Regions from separate parts of the Mus musculus genome. Here region 2 is linked to region 1. A link is a contact called in public HiChIP or PLAC-seq data. All regions are on one chromosome and are shown on one strand. The core of a region is the stretch at or near the end of the contact, and the rest is flanking DNA. Distances in the headings are between cores, read along the strand shown.

What was found. HiChIP or PLAC-seq counts read pairs in DNA pulled down with a chosen protein or histone mark.
Region 2: a contact with region 1 is called in an H3K27ac HiChIP or PLAC-seq map of embryonic stem cells, with 7 read pairs. The contact joins the promoter of Tbc1d25 here to the enhancer-like site in region 1. A contact is called at or near these places in 10 of 39 promoter capture datasets (the HPC-7 cell line, HPC-7-derived erythroid cells, embryonic stem cells and 4 more), 1 of 15 datasets of contacts at CTCF or cohesin (pro-B cells), 48 of 484 Hi-C or Micro-C datasets (the 4T1 cell line, the C2C12 cell line, the G1E-ER4 cell line and 30 more), 10 of 115 datasets of contacts at active chromatin or transcription factors (embryonic fibroblasts, embryonic stem cells and trophoblast stem cells) and 3 of 9 other capture datasets (adipose tissue, liver and pancreatic islet).

The regions. Positions count from the first base shown.
Region 1 is chrX:8,235,419-8,241,298 of GRCm38.p6, forward strand. It overlaps Ftsj1 (FtsJ RNA methyltransferase homolog 1 (E. coli)), which reads right to left. Exons shown (of 13, transcript NM_001290430.1): 13 at 3,250-5,412. Among named protein-coding and RNA genes, the nearest start is that of Ftsj1, 14 kb to the right of the region's middle. Within about 2 kb of position 3,618, at least 53 of the 459 cell types and tissues checked have an H3K27ac peak or open chromatin away from gene starts, as enhancers often do. A contact at or near this core is called in the 4T1 cell line, the C2C12 cell line, the STO cell line and 5 more, where this site is marked.
Region 2 is chrX:8,172,452-8,178,331 of GRCm38.p6, forward strand. It overlaps Tbc1d25 (TBC1 domain family, member 25), which reads right to left and starts at 3,473. Exons shown (of 6, transcript NM_172478.4): 1 at 3,260-3,473; 2 at 1,750-1,859; 3 at 287-441. The coding sequence starts at 3,382.

The DNA of each region.
Region 1 (5,880 bases), core at 2,368-4,867:
GTGTCCCAAACTTTTAGTCCAGCACTTGGGAGGCAGCAGCAGGTGAACTCCAGATAGGTCTGATCTACATACTAAGTTTCAGGATAACCAGGACTAAAGAGGGAAACCCTGTCTTGAAAAACCACCGGGTGTGGTGGTGCACGCCTTTGATCCCAGCACTCGGGAGGCAGAGGCAGGTGGATCTTTGAGTTCGAGGCCAGCCTGGTCTACAAAGTGAGTTCCAGGACAGCCAGGGCTATACAGAGAAACCCTGTCTCGAAAAACAAAAACAAAACAAAAAAAAAAAAACAATGGAGAGGGAGAAAAAAAGCTTAGAGATTATTATGTAGCCAGGTCTTGTAACCTTTATGTTACAGGGATCCACTTATCTCTGCCACACCCAGCAAGAGTCATTTTCTTTGTATTTATGTGTGTGATTCTATGTCAGGTATGAGCAGTGTCTTTGGAAGCTGGAAGAGTGTGTGTATGTGTGGTGGAGGTTAAGGCAGATGTGTCAGCAGTTACAAGTACTTACTGCTCTTGCAGAGGACCTAGGTTTGGGTCCCAGTACCCCTATAAGGCAGCTCAAGACCACCTGTAACTCTAGTTCCAGGAGATCAGGTGCCCTCTTCTTGCATTTATGTGACGTGCATACCCTCATGCACACAGGATCATAAAAACACATTTAAAAAAAAATCCTTCAGGGGGCTGGTGAGATGGCTCAGTGGGTAAGAGCACCCGACTGCTCTTCCAAAGGTCCGGAGTTCAAATCCCAGCAACCACATGGTGGCTCACAACCATCCATAACGAGATCTGACTCCCTCTTCTGGAGTGTCTGAAGACAGCTACAGTGTACTTACATATAATAAATAAATAAATCTTAAAAAAAAAATCTCTGACAAAAAAAAAAAATCCTTCAAAAAGGTGGAGAGGTTTGGATCTCCTGGAGCTGGACTTCCAGACAGTTTCGAGAAGCTCAATGTAAGTGCTGGGAATTGAACTCAGGCCTTCCAGAGCAGCAGCAGCAGCAGCAGCATGTGTTTTTAATTACTAAACCACTTCTGCAGCATCCAAGAAGTCTTTATTCTGTGTAAATAAAAATGTTATAGTTTCAAGAATCTCGAATGTTCTATATATTAAAGACAGTATCACATGTAGTCCAGGCTGGCCACAGACTTCTGATCTTGCATCCACCCCCAAGTGTGGGGGTTACAGAGGTATGTGCCACCATGCTAAGTTTATGCCGTGCTAGAGACTGAATCTTAAGTTTTATGCATTTTAGACAACACCCTACAAACTGGGCAACATCCCCAGACCTCTTGGTGTTTGTTTTTTGTGTTCGTGTGTATGTTTTCTTGCTGATATATATTTTTTCCAGATAGCATCTCACTGTGTAACACATGCTGATGGCATCTGTTTTTGCTTCCGGACTGGCTAGAACTACAGGTGTGTGCTACCACAACCAGACCAGTTCTGAGTTTTCACAATAAAAAACAAGTTGGGTAATCAGCACCACACAGCCAGAGGAGTCTGTTACAACCAAATGATTCATGCCTGCACTGTGTGCACAAAGCCCTGCCCCAGTGGCTAAGTGTCAGTCCTTTCTATGGCCTACAAGGGGCTGCAGCTATCCCACCTCCTTCTAAAATGTGGTATTTTCACTCACATTTAGTTTTGGCTAATTTCCATCCTTGTCTGCATATTGCTGCCTCCTCCTCGCTGTGCCCTTTCACCACAAGCACTCCCTGTCCTCTCTCCCCATCTTCTGTGTTACTTTCCCCACTCTCTGCCTTTCAAAGCTTTCCCCTTCTCATGGACACCTTTCCACTTCCACAGCCTTTGCCCACATTTACTCTGGCTTAGAGACACACACCTAATGCAAGCTAGGATCCACACAGGAGTGCAAAGGAGGCGGCATATTTGTCTTACTTGCCTTAGTGTTTTCCAGTGCCACCATATCTCTTGCAAATTTCATCTCTGGGGGCTGGCGAGATGGCTCAGCGATTAAGAGCACTGACTGCTCTTTGGAAGGTTCTGAGTTCAAATCCCAGCAACCACATGCTGGCTCACAACCACCCGTACTGAGATCTGATGCCCTCTTCTGGTGTGTCTGAAGACAGCTACAGTGTACTTACATATAATAAATCTTTGGGCTGGAGCGAGCAGAGGTCCTCAGTTCAATTCCCAGCAACCACAAGATGGTTCACAATCATCTGTACAGCTACAGTGTACTCATATACATAAAAATAAATAAATCTTAAAAAATTATCTCTCTTTACAGCTGAATAAAAATCTATTGTATAAATATACTACCATTTTCTTGCTATTATGAATACAGAGCAGCCCGAATATGGAGGGTGCACACCTTTAATCCCAGCACTTGGGAGACATGCAGGTGGAGCTCTGTGAGTTCGAGACCAGCCTGGTCCATAGATTGAATTCCAGGACAGCCAGGTCTGCACAGAGACTCTGTCTCAAGAAACCAAACAAAGGAAATACAAATGGCCAATAATCTTTCAGTTTGCTTGTTTTATTTTATTGAGACAGGATTTCTCTGTGTAGCATTGGCTGTCCTGAAACTTGCTCTGTAGACCAGGCTAGTCTCCAAATCACAGAGATCTGCAGGCTCCCAAGAGCTAGGCTTAACAGTGAGCCCTGCCACCACCCAGGTATTAACTCTATGTGAAGTATATAGCTGGCAAAAATTGTCTCCCACTGTATACAGAATGTCTGTTCACTCTGCTGGAGCACAGAAGCCCTTTAATTCTAAGTAATCCAATCTACCCAGTCTTTAAAGATGTATTTCACTTATATGTGTGTGTTTTTTCTGTCTGTTTTATATACTACATGTAATATCTGGTGCTCAAGGAGGTCAGAAGAAAGCATCAGACCTGGAGCTGGAGTTATGGGTGTTTTTCAGATACCTTGAGAGTGTTGGAAATTGAACCCAGGTCTTCTGCAAGAACAACAAATGCTCTTTTTTTTTTTTTTTTTTAAATTTTTATTTTTTTTATTTTATTTTTTTTAAGATTTATTTATTTATTATATGTAAGTACACTGTAGCTGTCCTCAGACACTCCAGAAGAGGGAGTCAGATCTCCTTACGGATGGTTGTGAGCCACCATGTGGTTGCTGGGATTTGAACTCCTGACCTTCAGAAGAGCAGTCGGGTGCTCTTACCCACTGAGCCATCTCACCAGCCCCAACAAATGCTCTTAAAGTGGAGCCATCTCTCCAGATTCTCAATTCTTGAGCTTTTTTTTTTTTTGTGCTATTGGGTTCCATTCAGGCATTTCTTGCTCCTCCTATAGGCCCTCTCTGATCTCATGTCGCACCACTGGTCCTCAGGTTGACTGTTCCAGCTCCATCCCTCATCTCTGCGTGCTGCTCATGGAATAGGGCAAGCACAAGGTTTCCCCTTCCTTTGCCTGGATCACTTGCCCCACCGATACAACTCCTAAGAGTCAAAGCCCAGAACAGGGACACTTGTGGAGCTCTTTCCCGGGCACTGCGGAGTTGCTGTGGCAATGGGTGTGGGCGTAGAAGCATCTGTGATTGAATGCCCTTCCTGTGGACCCTCCAGACATGCATTCCTGAGGTCAGATAGCCTGGGCTGTGGACATTCCTGTGGTCACATTGATTGGAATGAAAATCATCATCTTGGATTAAACCATTGTAGTGTGAACACCTCTAGACAGAGTGGGGTGCAGACATTCCGGGCATCACAGAGAGAGGCGTGGTCAGAGACCAAAGTGCAGGCGCACAGGAATACGAGGGTTTGTAAAGACATTGGATTAGGCCACAGAAGACGGCACCCTGTAGCTTAGGGCGTGCATGTCAGCTGCTGCCTGTCGGGCTCTAGGGAGACTAGAAAACAAGTCTCCCTCCCACACCCGCTTATACTGGTAGTGCTGGGCATACAATTCAAGGACTTGTACATGTTAGCTAAGCGTGAAGAAAAGACTGTCAACCTAAAAAACTTTGGTCTGGTAAAATCAGGCATCGCGAAACATGCCTTTAATGTGGACTTGGGAGGTACGGATGGGAGGGAGAATCTCTGTTTCTTTGTTTTTTTTTTTTTGTTTTTTTTTTGTTTTGTTTTTTTGTTTTTTGAGACAGGGTTTCTCTGTGTAGCCCTGGCTGTCCTGGAACTCACTTTGTAGACCAGGCTGGCCTCAAACTCAGAAATCTGCCTGCCGAGTACTGGGATTAAAGGCGTGCGCCACCACGCTCAGCTTGGATCTGTATTTCAATGTCATTCTTGGGTATACAGTGAGTTTGAGGCCAGCCTTGGCTACATGAGACCCTTTCTCAACAAAATAAAGCAAAACTAGAGCAAAAATTGTTTGAGAAATCCTTTGGAAATCTGGGATTATAGTACTACTACATTTGGCTTCACCTTTTGTTTTGCTTTGTTTTGTTTTTGAAAAGGGCCTAGCTATACTGTCCACATTGGCCTTGCAGTTCTAGGCTTGAGGGTTTTCATTTTAGGCACCCAAGTAGCTAGGACTATAGGTGGTGGTAGTACTACATCCAACTATCAGGCTTTGTGTGTGTGCTAGTGAAATTGGAACCCAGGGCCTTATGCATACGAGGCAAGGACCTACCTACCGCATCCGCATCCTCAGCCCATCACAGGACGTCTTTGAAGGCACACCTGCATATGCACACAAACACGTCTGAATGATGAGGAAAGCAGACTATGCTGAAATACAGTTATCACCTTACATTTGAATAAAACTGGAAGACAGTAGCTAGGTTTGGTGGCACAGGCCTGTAATCTCAGCACTCAGGGAACTGACACAGGAGGATTTTGAGTTTTAAGGGCGGTGTAGCCTATATGGGAGGATGTCTTACAAATACCTGCCCAGCCAATCACCCAATTGGGATGCGGTAATAGATGAGATGTCTAATTATAGGATTAATTTATAAAATCAACTATCATTCAAAGTGGTGAGAAATATGAGCAGTATTTCAGATGTCTGTGAACTGTCATATAAAAAAGTAAGCAACGTGCATATGTAGGGTTTTTCCTGTTTTGATTTATTGCCAATATTTGTTAACTGGGACTAAAGCTGAACTTCCGTCATAGTGACAACATTCACGCTTTCCTCCATCATGTTTGGTGGAGGTTGCTGACGTTTGACCATAGGAAGAACCAGTGCTTTGGGGGAATTCCTGGGCCTTCTAGGACATTCCAGGAGAGGTTTGGAGAAGAGGAATGTGCTCACAGTCTCAACAAATCCTTCCTGCAGTTCTGAGGACTTCTTCACCATTTCTTTGTCATGATGGAGGTGTTATAGATTCTCACTCTAGGTCGGTCTGTTCAGTCCCCATAGATGACATCTGCAAACAAACTCATCAAGCCAGCTTCTAGTTGTCTTGGCAGGCAGCAGCTTTTGGGCTGTATTAGTTTGATTTTTCCTGCAAACTCTAACATAAAGGGAAATGTATATATATATTTAAAAAAACCCACACGTGTCAAAGGTTAACTACAAGTAGTACTTCATTCTCATTGCTGTGTAGCTCCTCACTGTGACCAGGCAAGGACTGAACAGGAGGGCCATAGGCATTCAGGAACTAATTTGTTGGGCTGGAGAGGTGGCTCAGCGGTTAAGAGCACTGACTGCTCTTCCAGAGGTCCTGAGTTCAATTCTCAGCAACGACATGGTGGCTCACAACCACCTGTAATGGGGTCTGATTCTTCTGATGTGTCTGAAGAGAGCTACAGTGTACTCATGTACATAAAATAAATAAATAATATAAAAAGGGGAAAACCCCTCAATTTTAAAAGAACTAATTTGTCTAAAAATTTTCTTTTACAGTTATTTATTTTGTATACGTGTGCAAGTGCCGACAACAATGCTGGGGAGTCAGTTCTCCTTCTACTGTATGGGTTAC
Region 2 (5,880 bases), core at 2,223-4,722, 63 kb before region 1:
CAAGAGTGGAAGGTGTGGAATTATCATCCTATAGGAAAATTGTGTCCCTGTGGCCTACCAAGAGTGGAAGGTGTGGAATTATCATCCTATAGGAAAATTGTGTCCCTGTGGCCTACCAAGAGTGGAAGGTGTGGAATTATCATCCTATAGGAAAATTGTGTCCCTGTGGCCTACCAAGAGTGGAAGGTGTGGAATTATCATCCTATAGGAAAATTGTGTCCCTGTGGCCTACCAAGAGTGGAAGGTGTGGAATTATCATCCTATAGGAAACGTTCTGGGTACTCACTGTCCTCTGAGGGCCGAATGTCTACACGCAACTGCAGATAAGGTTTGGAGGCAGTGGCGAAAGCTGTGCTGAGGTCCCAATCAGAAAGGAGGGAGAGGAAAGTTTCCTGTCCTAGCCGGTCTCGAGCCAGGTAGCTGATGCCAAAGTTCTTCTTCCTGGACAAAGGATATAAGGGAGCTTTTGGGATCCCCAGTTCCCCAGCATTGGCTTCAAGATCAGATTTACAAAACAAGGCAGGCAATGTGAAAGGTACTGAAAACAACTTCCTTCTCTCTGCTGGGAACTCTGCTAAGGATTATGGGTATCCTGAGGTTAGGTCATTTATATCCACTTTGTTACACAAACACAGAAACAGATACACACCTGCTTATATCTGGAGGGTACACTGAAAACTGGTAGAATGTTGGTTCCCCTCTGGGGATGGTAACAGTGTAGTTGAGGGATAGAAGTGGAAGAAAGCAGCCTTCTTACTACATAAAAAAAAGCAGTCTGTATGGTTGTTATTTTTTACAAGATGTAAACGCACAAATGTTCAACTGCAACTACAAATCTATTCAGATCCACTTGTGCAACTATATACACAGATATTTTACTTGATGATCACTGTAAACCAAGGATCATCCTAAATATGGATCAATTTCACACTATTTAAATTCAGTCCCCCACAACAAGATAACCAACCCACCTGCCCCCAAGTGATATCAATTCTCAGCTATCAGACTGGCAAATTTTGCGAAACCATTGTCTGGGAGGACAGGAAGAAAGAAAGTGATTTTATACTTCTGAGGCAGTTTCATTATGTTGCTTAGAGTGGCCTTGATCCTCTTGTCCCAGCCTCCATAGTACTGATATCACCATGCTTGGTGAAACAAATGTTTTCTTTTGTCTTGTGTGTGTATGTGTTTGAGAGGTCTCTCTGTGTAGCCCTGGCTGTCTTGGAACTCACTCTGTAGACCAGGCTGGCCTTGAACTGTCAGAGATGTGTGTGCCTCTGCTTCCAGAGTCCCCGGACTAAAGGTGTGGACCACCATATCCAGCAAAACCTTTTCTGTGCTGTGCAGGTAAAACCTGTCTGGAGAGTCATTTTGAAAACATTCCTTGAAGGATTTTGTTTGTTTGTTTGTTTTTGAGACAGGGTTTCTCTGTGTAGCCTTGGCTGTTCTAAAACTTGTTCTGTAGACCAGGCTGGCCTTGAACTCACAGAGATCCACCTACCTCTGCCTCCTAAATGCTGGGATTAAAGGTGTGTACTACCATCACCCAGCTATTCCTTGAAAGTTTTTAAGTAGCCCAGAAATACTACTGCTAATTTTTTCTTAGGACTTTTCTCACAGATTCCAAGCAAGATACACCTATTCACTGTGGAATTATTTGGAAAAAAAAGCAGCCAAACAACAAAACCAAACCCCAGAAACCTGGCAGTGACTTTTAAGATGAGCGCCCTGCTTCATCTTCCCACTCACCCATTTAAGTCAAAGGCTCGGATGAGGATGTGCTGCAACACGTCCAGCGAGGTGATCTGAGGATCCACCGCAAAAGAGCGGAACTCAGGGGACAAGAAGCTCTCACATTTCTGTGGAAAGAGGACAGGGGGAGGCCATGAGGGGGCACATCACCGTGTGGAAAGGGTGGGTAAGGTAAAGAGTGGCAGAAGGCAGGAGTCGAAGACAGGGGAGGGACCAGGTTTTAGGTGAGATGTTCTTGGTTTTTGTTCTGGGCGAGGGGAAGTCACAGGAAGTCTCTGCGCAGAGAAAAGATGATATGTCCTTTGAATTTACAGGGTCCATGTTTGCTCTGCCAAAGCAGACTGGCAGGAACGAAGGCTAATGCAGTAGTCCAGGTGTCCAGTCCTTCCAGAGTCCCTTAAATATGGTTGCCAGAATCACCATGTCCAGCTTGACACAATCAAATCAGTGACTCCCCCCCACCCCCCATAGTGCAAATCTCCCTGTAACACTGTTTGTTGCTCAGATCCTTCTTCAACAGCAAACCTAGGTGCTGGAGCTAGCCCTCCCTCCACTCTGAGATGTATTTATGGCTCTACTGGTATCAAACTGTTGAGAGTTCCTTTGAGTACATGCTTTCCAGACTTCTGTGTGCTGACCTCTCTCAGAGTGAACATCCTTCCCACTTCATCTGGCTTACTAAAACCTTTGCCTTAGAGCGCTAACACCCCAAAAGTGATCTCTGGCACTCCAGTCTGAGCCACCGGTCACTGCTTGCAGGTATCACAACGGGTTCCTTCCTCAGAGTGTGTTATATGTCACAAGCTGTCCTATGTGCCCTTCTCCCTCCTGATTGTCTATTACTTTTGCCCCCAGGCTTCCTTCTCCAACAATATGGGAACCTACAGGAACATACCACACTCATCTAGGTGTTCCCTCTACCTAGAACTCTTCTCCCATCCTAAATGCATATGCTAACATTTTGTTATTATTATTATTATCCAGGTCTCTGTGACTTGAGTCCTCTTTAGGGGATTTTCCTATACAGCTTTGGGTAAAGTAACTCCCTAGAGATCCTAACCTTTCCTATCACTTTCTCCTGATATTCACCAATGTTCAAAATATCTCATTTAATTGTTTTTGTCCCCCTCCCACAAGCACGTGGGCTCAGGGGTGGGACATGGACAAAAGTGAACTCTCAATAGCTATTTGTTGACTGACTTTAGGACTATCCCTTCTGACAGCGACAGCACCTCCTTCCTTCCTCTGGACTCCAGAGGCCCCTCCGGTAACCCTACAACCCACCTCTCTACCCGTAGGCTCCACCCATCCACTCCATTGGCCCTGTCTCCTCTACAGTTCCACACCCAACGACAAGTCCCCAAAACCCACGCCTTCATTCTATCAATTCCGCTCTCCAGCCTCGCCCCCAGTCTCCAAGTCACGCCCCAAATTTCAGGTCTGATGCTCTATCCTAGGACAGTTACGGTCTTTTCGTCCACTGGGCGCCCAAGCAGGCTAGCCTCACCTTGACTCGGACCCGTACCACCTCACGCTCCTCCTCCTCAACCGCCGCGGCCGCCTGGGCACCTCCGACGGGCGGGGGCGCTGCCGAGCACGCCGAGTCCGAGGCCGCGGAGGTGGTTGCCATCCCGCCGCTGTCGTCTCTGTCCAGGTGATAACCGATAGTTACCCGTACCCTAACGTACACCCAACAGTGCGGGCGCCCGCGGCCCCACCTTGCACCAGAGCGCAGGCGCAGAGGTGCTGTAGGACCCTGCCCCTCCCACCTGGCTTGGGCTGGAGGTCGCATCTGAGCATGCGCCTAGAGTGCTCTTGCCTGGAACCCCGCCTCCCAGAGTGGAGAATTTTACTTTTTACTGCCTGTGTGTAAGTGCCTGTCCAGGTCCTGCCTGGCCCGGTCCGTGGCGCCGTTGTTTTGGCAGTTTACTTCCGGATTCATGAACCGCCGCGTTAAACGGACGAGCTTGAGAGAGACAAGAGGGAGGCAAGGAGGCCACAGCGTGCTGACATAAACGTTCCAGAACCGGCTTTGAATTGCCACGTGCCTTTGGTGACAGATGATGTCATCGGTTTCAAATACTTCCCTTCGAATTAATATCCTGAAGGGGGAAAATAGTACTCTAAAGATTTTTTTGTTTAGTTTTTTTCCTTTCTTCCTTTCTTCCTTTCTTTCTAAACAGAATCTCACTAATTTCCCAGAGATAATTTGAACTTCAGTTTTTTTTTTAACCTCAGACTTCCAAGAACTTCCAGGTGTGTGCCACCTTCTCCATGCCCACCTCCCAATCTCTTAATTTACACTTATATTCAAGGATAAAGTTTTACACACGTCTAAATCCTTGTTTATACTTCCTTAAGTAATTTACCAAAAAACAAACATTGTATGCTTTCTGAAGGTCCTACTTCTTTCCTAAACTTTTTTTCCAGGTTTTTTTGTTGTTGTTATTTTTTGTGACATTTTCATATAGTTCAGGCTAACCTTCAGACTCTGTCTCAAAAGTGCTGGACCTACATTGTCTTTGTTTTGTTTTGTTTTGTTTTGTTTTTTCGAGACAGGGTTTCTCTGTATAGCCCTGGCTGTCCTGGAACTCACTCTGTAGACCAGGCTGGCCTCGAACTCAGAAATCCACCTGCCTCTGCCTCCCAAGTGCTGGGACTAAAGGCGTGTGCCACCACTGCCCGACCCTACATTGTCTTTGTTTTACTTAATCATTACAGTTTGTTGAGGTCAGCCCTGTTATAAGCTCTATCTGGTTTATCTCATTGATAGAGCATATGTCTAGTATACAGGAGGTCCACAGCACTTCAGTCACAATAAAAATATGTGTTTGTTAAATATGAGTTAGATCGTTGAACACATCTTATGCTTTTTGTTTATTTATTTGCTTATTTGTTTGTTTTTTCAAGACAGGGTTTCTCTATGTAGCACTGGCTGTCCTGGAACTCTGAAGACCAAGTTGGCTTCAAACTCACAGATATCCTACTGTCTCTGTCTCCTGAGTGTGGGGATTAAAGGTGTGTGGCCACCCCAGCCCAGTGTCTTAAGCTCTTTGAGAAAAAAATGAGATAGGTTTTCACTATGAAGTTCTGGCTGACCTGAGACTCTCCATGTAGACTAAGCTGGCCTGGAACTCTCTTCCTCCAGACTGCTAAGATTAAAAATGGACATTACCACAGCCAGCGGGGGAGTTCAAATCTTTTTCTATATTTATTTACTTATTTATTTATTTAATGTATGTGAGTATAGTGTAGCTTCCTTCAGACACACCAGAAGACGGCATCAGATCCCATTACAGATGGTTGTGAGCCACCATGTGGTTGCTGGGAGTTGAACTCAGAATTTCTGGAAGAGCAGTCGGTGCTCTTAACCATTGAGCCATCTCTCCAGCCCTAAAATTTTTATTACATTTTATTGTATGTGTGCATGTGCCACAGCATGCATGTGACAGACAGTCAAAGGACAACTTTCAGAAGTCAGTTTTCTCCTTCCTCCAGGTCAGTACTGTGCATCCAACTCAGGTCACTAGGCAAGGCAACAAACACCTTATACCCATGGAGCCATCTCATAACCCCTGTCTGTCTATCTATCTATCTATCTATCTATCTATCTATCTATCTATCTATCTATCTATCTATCTGAGATGGTCTCAAGTAGCCCATACTGGCCTTGAACTTGCTATTTAGCTGGAGAAAACCCTGAGCTTCTTGCTCCTGAGTGGCAGGATTACAGGCTGTGCCACCATGCCTGGTTTCATGGGTTGCTAGTGTTGGAGATCAGAGCCAGGGCTTTGGGCAGGCCAGCAATGACTCTATCAGTGACTCTGATTTCTATCTCCAGTGGCTTTTCTCAGTCTGGCATATATTTTTAAAATTTTTTTGGCCTGGGTATTATACATTAAAAAATATATCTCGGGGGGCTGGTGAGATGGCTCAGTGGCACCCGACTGCTCTTCCGAAGGTTCGGAGTTCAAATCCCAGCAACCACATGGTGGCTCACAACCATCTGTAACAAGATCTGACGCCCTCTTCTGGAGTGTCTGAAGACAGCTACAGTGTACTTACATATAATAAATAAATAAATCTTTAAAAAATATATATATATCTCATTCTTTGGAAGCTATAAAT